2 separate regions of the Mus musculus genome follow, and region 1 is linked to region 2. A link is a contact called in public promoter capture Hi-C data. All regions are on one chromosome and are shown on one strand. Each heading gives the region's core, a stretch centred on a gene start, on an enhancer-like site or on the middle of the called end of the contact. The rest is flanking DNA. Distances are from core to core; before and after follow the strand shown. Region 1 has its middle 26 kb from the start of Dusp5. Region 2 overlaps Add3 (adducin 3 (gamma)).

Region 1 (3,556 bases), core at 549-3,048, 370 kb before region 2:
GAGGGAGGAGGGGAAGGAGGAGGAGAGAGAAGAGGGGAGGGGGGAAGGTGAGAGGGAGGAGGAATCAAGGAAGGGCTACATCTAATGCATAGAAACCAGACTGACTGGAAACATTCAATACTGACAGTGGGTGTCTGTGGGTAGAAATTGTTTTTTTTTTTGTTTTTTTCTTTTTTTCCTTTCGTTTTCTGGGACAGGATTTCTCTGTGCAGCCCTGACAGTTCTGGAACACTCTCTGTAGACTAGCTCCTTGAGTGCTAGGCTGGTATCAAAGGCAGGCACTGCCACCATTTAGAATGAAAACTACCTGTACCTTATTTGAAAGAGAAGCGTGTCACACTCGTGTCATACACCAGTGGCCAAGAGCCCCTTGCCGGCATCTACTGACCATCTGGCACTGTGCAAACCTCTCTCCTTAGATTTCTTTTACATCTCCACAGCATCACTGAGGTGCCATGGTAGAGGACCCAAAGCCCCATCCAACAGGCAGGACTTTGTTCTGGATAACAGGTTCCCCTCCCCCAGCCCTACCCCCAGACCCCTACCCTCCAAGGCCAAGGGCAACGCAGCAGCCTTCAAGCCTAGTGCAGCAGATCTGGGTGCAGACCAAAGATAAGCAAGCCTGCTTTTCTAGCCCATGGCCTGGCTCCTAGACTCTAAGGGCCCTCTGCTGCCACCGCCTTCGCTGTACCACCTGGCCTCAGTGGTAAACCATTCTGAGCCTTCACTTAGGTGAAATGTCCATTTCACCTACTTGCTGCTCTAGGCCTGTGTATTTTTAAATTTTTTTGCTTATTTTTTTCAATAAGCTGTCACATCTCAGATCCCCCTATGTTGTGAACCCTTCTGCTGTTTAAGATCGCCAGGGTGTGTTCCTATGGCTTTGTCAACTTAAGTCTCGATTCCCAGTCAGTCACTTTCCAGTATTCCAGACCAGCATTCCAGTCAGACTGCTCATCGGGCCCTGTGCCTCCCACTCCTTTCCTAAGTGTGATGGAAATGTCCTGAATTTCTAGAAAATAAACCACAATAGCATTCTTGAAAACATTCTCAGAAGCCGGAGACCTACCACCCACTCTGCTGCCCTGGGAACCTGGAAAGCCATGTTGTGAAGGGCAGGAAGCCAGGAACAGACCAGAAAATGGGGTGTGGGGGGGAGCTGATGCAGAGGGGAGAGGAGAGTGCAGGGGTGGGTCAGCCTCCCTGGCACTTCCTGCCAGGCACCAGACTCCTGACTCAGGGCCTGCTACCTGCCTTCCTTGACCTTGGTCTCAGACTTGATTGTCTGAGAGAGGAAGCTGTGGTGGGTTGGACCCCCAACGCTCCTTGCTGGTCCCTTTCCTATGGTGGGTAGTGACAGCTTGTTGACACATCCATTTGCATGAAACTGTTAACTGCCATAAAGGAAGACTATGCCCTCTGCACCCTGAATCCCTGATGCCTGGAAGGATGGGATGGGAGATGACTGGGAGACAGACTGGATGAGGGGTCATGCTGTCTCTAGCTAAGCAGCGTGTACCATAAAACCTAGGATCTTCCCAGTAAGTCTTGGTGAAGTCCAATGGCCATGGCCTTCACTGATAAATTGTACTTGGAACTCTGGCTACTAACCCACAAGCAGACTCCTCTTTTCTCTCTCCTGTGCCTCATTCTCCTCATCTGGAGGGTAGGGTAGAAAAACTAGGGAAGTACCCGGGCCATGGCTGGTGGACCTCAGGACAGTCTGGCAAGCTTCCTCCTCCCACACTTCGTTCTGACTCAATCCTTCCTGTTCCTCACCTGGGTAAAAGTCCAGAAATGGGCAAAAGGTTAAGTACACTGAAATCTCCCAGCCGGATGAAAAACATTAGCAGTCAATACCAGGTTTGCCTGGTGCTCTTTTTTAATGGCATAAAAAAAAATGTGGAGTCATGTGACGTGGAAAAGGGCAAAGTATACACGTGATGCTGTGCATACTTGTGCTTATGTATGCAACAGACGACGTCGGAAGGCGTCTACAAGAAAAGGATTTCCTCCGGGCAGTGGTGGCGCATGCCTTTAATCCCAGCACTCAGGAGGCAGAGGCAGGCAGATTTCTGAGTTCGAGGCCAGCCTGGTCTACAGAGTGAGTTCCAGGACAGCCAGGGCTACACAGAGAAACCCTGTCTCGAAAAACCAAAAAAAAAAAAAATTTCCTCCTGTGGGTAAAATTTGACTTTTCACTTTAAATAGCCTGCTGTTCTGTTTGGATTTGGGTGTGCAGAGATCCTGGGCTTTACTGTGTGTGTGTACACACATACATGTCTTTGCTTTACTATAAGTGTGTGTGCACATCTATGTATACACACGTCTGTTTTATTATGTGTGTGCACACACACATTTGTGTGACATATGCATGTGTACACATGTGTAGGCATGTTTGTGTGGAGGCTGGGGTCACTTTGGGTGTCATCTTCATCACTCTCCTTTTTTTTTTTTATGTGTATGAATATTTTCCTTGAATGTATGTATGTGCACTACGTGCATGCCTGGAGCCTAGAGAGGGCAGAAGAGGGCATCAGATCCCCCAGGACTAGAGTCACAGTTATGATTTGCCCTGTGGGTGCTGGAACTCAAACCTGGATTCTCTAGGAGAGGAGCCAGCGCTCTCAGCTGCTGAGCCATCTCTCTAGCTCCACCCACCTTGTTTCTTTGAGACAAGGTTTCTCAGTGAACCTGGAGCTCATTGATGTCATCAAGACTAGCTGGCCAGCAAGCAGTCTGCAGGCAGCTCCTGCTTCTGCCTCCTCAAAGCTGAGCTAACAAGATGCCACAATGCCTGGTAAGAGCTGGGGATCCAAGCGTGCCTCGTGCTTGATCAGCAAAGGTTTTACTGATGGAGCCATTTGCCCAACTCCACTATGTGTATAAGTTAGTATTTCCAGGAGCACCAGATAAATAGCTAGTGGATAGCTAGGTATGACAGTGCACACTGTAATCCCTGCACTCCAGAGGCAAAGACAGGTGGAGCTGTGAGGTTGAGGCCGACTGGTCTACACAGAGAGTTCCTAGACAGCTAGGGCTACATAGAGAAACCTAGTCTCAAACAAAACAAAACAAGACAAGACAAAAATAGCAATGGCAACAAAGAGGCAGGAAAAAAAAAAGTATCAAGATCTCATCAGGGGTTCTACTGGCAATAGTGGAATTATTGAAATATTGTTTCTATTTCTCCTGCCTCCTAATATTTTTCAGTATTTTCTAGGCTTCACACAACTACCTTATACTTTCCCTACAATGTGCATTAAGGTCTAAAATCATTTCCGGATTGGGGGAAGAGAGGTGGCTGTGTGCCCTGGATGGGCACACAGATGCAGCAGGCTGTCTTAGTTTTAGAGCCTGAGGTTTCTGCCGAGTCAGCTAACTCAATGTTTAGCTTCAGCCAGCGGCCAGTGGAGGCGAGAAATGTTCCCACTCTTGCCTGGGTCATTCTGAGTCATCCTCTGGGAGATCAGAGCAGGGGGCAGTAGCAGGAAGCCTGCTGAAAAGAACTTCATTCTGCCCTGGAGCCTTCTTGGCTGAAGGAGTCTAACTAAGA
Region 2 (3,325 bases), core at 53-2,552:
ATGGCAGCTCACAACTGTTTGTAACTTCAGTTCCAGGGAATCTAAGACCCTCTTCTGTCCTCTCTGGGTACCAGGCACAAATGTGATACAGATATACAATATAGGCAAAATATCCATATACACACACATGCAAAACAAAAAAAATGACAAAAAAACAGAAATAATCTAGGCATGGAGGTCCATGTATGTAGTAGCCTAACCTAAAGCATCCATGTACTTCTGAGACTTAGTTTTAAGATTTTATTCTAAGACTGAAATGGTGCCGCATGCCTTTAATCCCTGCACTTAGGAGACAGAGATAGGCAGATCTCTGAGTTCAAAGGTAGCCTAGTCTACATAGTGAGTTCCAGGACAGCCATGGTTACATAGTAAGACCCTGTATTTTGAGAGAGAAAGAGAGAGAGACAGAGAGAAAGAAAGATATACACAGAGAGATATACAGAGAGACAGAGACAGAGGGATACACACAGAGAAATATACAGAGAGAGAGACAGAGAGAGAGAGAGAGAGAGAGAGAGAGAGGCAGGCAGGTGGATCTCTGAATTTGAGGCTAACCTGGTGTACAGCGCAAGTTCCAAGATAGACAGGGCAACACAGAGAAACATTTTCTTGAAAAAGAAAGAGAAAATTCAGTAGAGATGGTTCAGAAGTGAAGAGCACTGGCTGCTCTTTCTTATAGAGGACCCAGATTAAGTTCTCAGCATCGCTTGGAGGCTCACAACTCTCCACAACTCAGTTCCAGAGATTCCGATGCCCTCTCTGGCCTCCACTGGAACTTCATCCATATGGTGCTCAGATATACATGCGGGAAAAACACATATGCTTTAAAATATGACATATAAATTAAATTTTAAAGCCAGCCATGGAATGAATATTTAACTTCAGCACTCAGGAGGCAGAAGCAGGTGGATTTCTGAGATCCAGGACAGCTTGGTTTACATATCAGTTCCAGGACAGCCAGGACTATACAGAGAAAACTAAAACCAATACGCACACGCACACACATTCAAGTTTAACAACACACAAACCCCATTTGTAATTCAGTGTGTGCCTACAACCTACCATTTAGCTGTTGTTCATACTAACATCTGTCTGGGCACAAATCCAGCCTCTTGCTCCATGAAGCACTGGAATAAACTTTAATGTATTAGGAAAGCAAAAAAGCTAACTGACCAGGGAAGCAAACACATTTTCACACCACGCACAGGACACAGCTGCGACCTGTCAAGCGTACAGGCCTCTCTTTAGCCAACAGCGAGCGAGGTTCCAGGACTTTCTCTTCACTGGGCAGGAAGCAGCATCTGAACACACAACTGTTCCCAAGCCCCGGCTCTACTGACCTCACTTCCGACTTCCGCACACTCACCCTCTGACCTGGGCCTTCGCAGTCCGCCCACACGGGCCTCTTTGATGAAGTATCAGCAAGTCTCTAAATGACAATCTTTAGGAAGTCCACAGGTAGCCTCTAGTTACCTTGTTCTCACATAGAGAGCCCCAAGGGTCTGGTGTGTTTGCTGTGCTATTAGAACAAACAGGCGGTAGCAAGCACGGCCAAGTAGCTTTAGCTCCTCCATGCATACTTGGACACACACTACATAATCTGCCTCTTCTCCAAGTTGTTTCCGTGGCAACAGTCTAACTTAGAAATCTGAATTCTCCTTCTGCCCTTCACAGACCTTGACGTGACTCACAGACTTGAGCCAGATCCCAGGCAATGGAGTTAAAATGGAATTAAAATGCTTTGTAACTCACATGTCCCACAACAGTACATTCAAAGAAAAGTCACTCAAGCAAAGAAACACTGACACAGTGTTCTAGGCACCAGAGCAACACGTGCAAAAGGTGCTCACGCCAGGCCAGCGATAACTGATAGTGATATAGACCAGTACTCCTCAGCGCCCCTTTAGAAGGAATTTAGAATACTAGAAACAATCTGCTTGCGTGCATAAAGACCCCAAGTGCATGGGCAGGAGTGTGATCACACACACACACACACACACACACACACACACACACACACACACACAGGAAACAGTCGTGTGCACAAACAGGCAGGCTTAGAAGACACAGAGTTGTGGACATTTTTTAAGGAAATGCCTTAAAAATACTTGTAAATACTTCTTTCTTCTTTCAGTGTCTTTCCCAACTCCCTTTTTACCTCAGAGTGCAGCAGACCACTACTGCACGAGTCCTTGCAGGACGCACCAGTGTGGATCTGATACACAAACAGCTAGCCCCGAAAAACGAAGTCACCGACTCACAGACAACAAGGCAAGAAGGAGCAGCAGCACGGGGAAGGAGCAGCAGCACGGGGAAGGAGCAGCAGCACGGGGAAGGAGCAGCAGCATGGGATACATGGCAGGAAGAAAAGGCTGTTCCAAGATCATCCTCTTTCGCAGCAAGTGCCAGAACTGCTGGGACATTTCCTTTTCATAGAAAAGTGATAACTTCCTAATTCATAGCAAGGTGGAAATGACAAAAAGAAAAAAAAAAAAAGAAAAAGAAAAAGAGTGTATATAAAGTTTCCTGAAGGGGGAGACAGCACAGACTTGAACAGTCGCCTCAGGGGGAGGCCACTTCATCTCAAGCACAAACACGCTTGAAGGGATCAACACCAGTAATTCTACATTATAGTCACGCAAGGTTTCTATGTATTTTTAAAGTCCTAGATAATTTCATCCATGCACATAACATGCCTTTAACCATACACAATTCCTACTCTCATCTCCCTCCTACTCCCTTCAGCTTTTTAAAAACATGAAACACTATCTTTTTTACATTTTATTTAAGTGTCTGGGTGCTTTACCTTCATGTGTGGCCGTGTACCATGTGTGTGCCTGTTGCCCATGCAGGCTAGAAGAGGACTCTACAGCAGTTGTAAGCTGCCATGTGGGTGCTGAGAACTGAGTCCGGATCATCTGAAACAGGAGGCCAGTGTGCTCTGAGATGATGTGTCTTTCCAGCCCAAATCTATACCTTTTAAAATTGATTATATGGGTTCAAATTTTCTACACATGCACACATACATTTCATCAATACTTTAGCTTCAGTTTAGATTCTTTTAAAACTATTTAAATTTTTCATTTTAGCGAGTATACTTATATTTTCTATTGAATGCCAGGAATACAGTTTTGTGTTGGTGGCATCCTGGGGAACGAGCCTCTGCCTTCACAGGGCTCAGAAACAAGTTTGTTCTCTTTCATGTGATCACTGTGTGGGACTCATCAGAGCAGTGTCCAGACTTTAATGAAAATGCAGATAACAGTCTTAAAAACGAAAGTTCCACTGCTGCAGCCACCATTAAAACGAAAACCTTGGGGTGAAC

The links. Capture Hi-C pulls out chosen DNA fragments and counts their contacts.
Region 1: a contact with region 2 is called in a promoter capture Hi-C map of liver. The contact joins two enhancer-like sites. A contact is called at or near these places in 1 of 484 Hi-C or Micro-C datasets (natural killer cells), 2 of 115 datasets of contacts at active chromatin or transcription factors (pancreatic cancer cells and regulatory T cells) and 2 of 9 other capture datasets (adipose tissue and liver).

Annotation. Positions count from the first base shown.
Region 1 is chr19:53,552,878-53,556,433 of GRCm38.p6, reverse strand. No RefSeq gene overlaps it. Among named protein-coding and RNA genes, the nearest start is that of Dusp5, 26 kb to the right of the region's middle. Within about 2 kb of position 1,798, at least 91 of the 459 cell types and tissues checked have an H3K27ac peak or open chromatin away from gene starts, as enhancers often do. A contact at or near this core is called in liver, where this site is marked.
Region 2 is chr19:53,179,583-53,182,907 of GRCm38.p6, reverse strand. The region is part of intron 1 of Add3 (adducin 3 (gamma)); the gene reads right to left. Among named protein-coding and RNA genes, the nearest start is that of Gm52402, 28 kb to the left of the region's middle. Within about 2 kb of position 1,302, at least 79 of the 459 cell types and tissues checked have an H3K27ac peak or open chromatin away from gene starts, as enhancers often do. A contact at or near this core is called in liver, where this site is marked.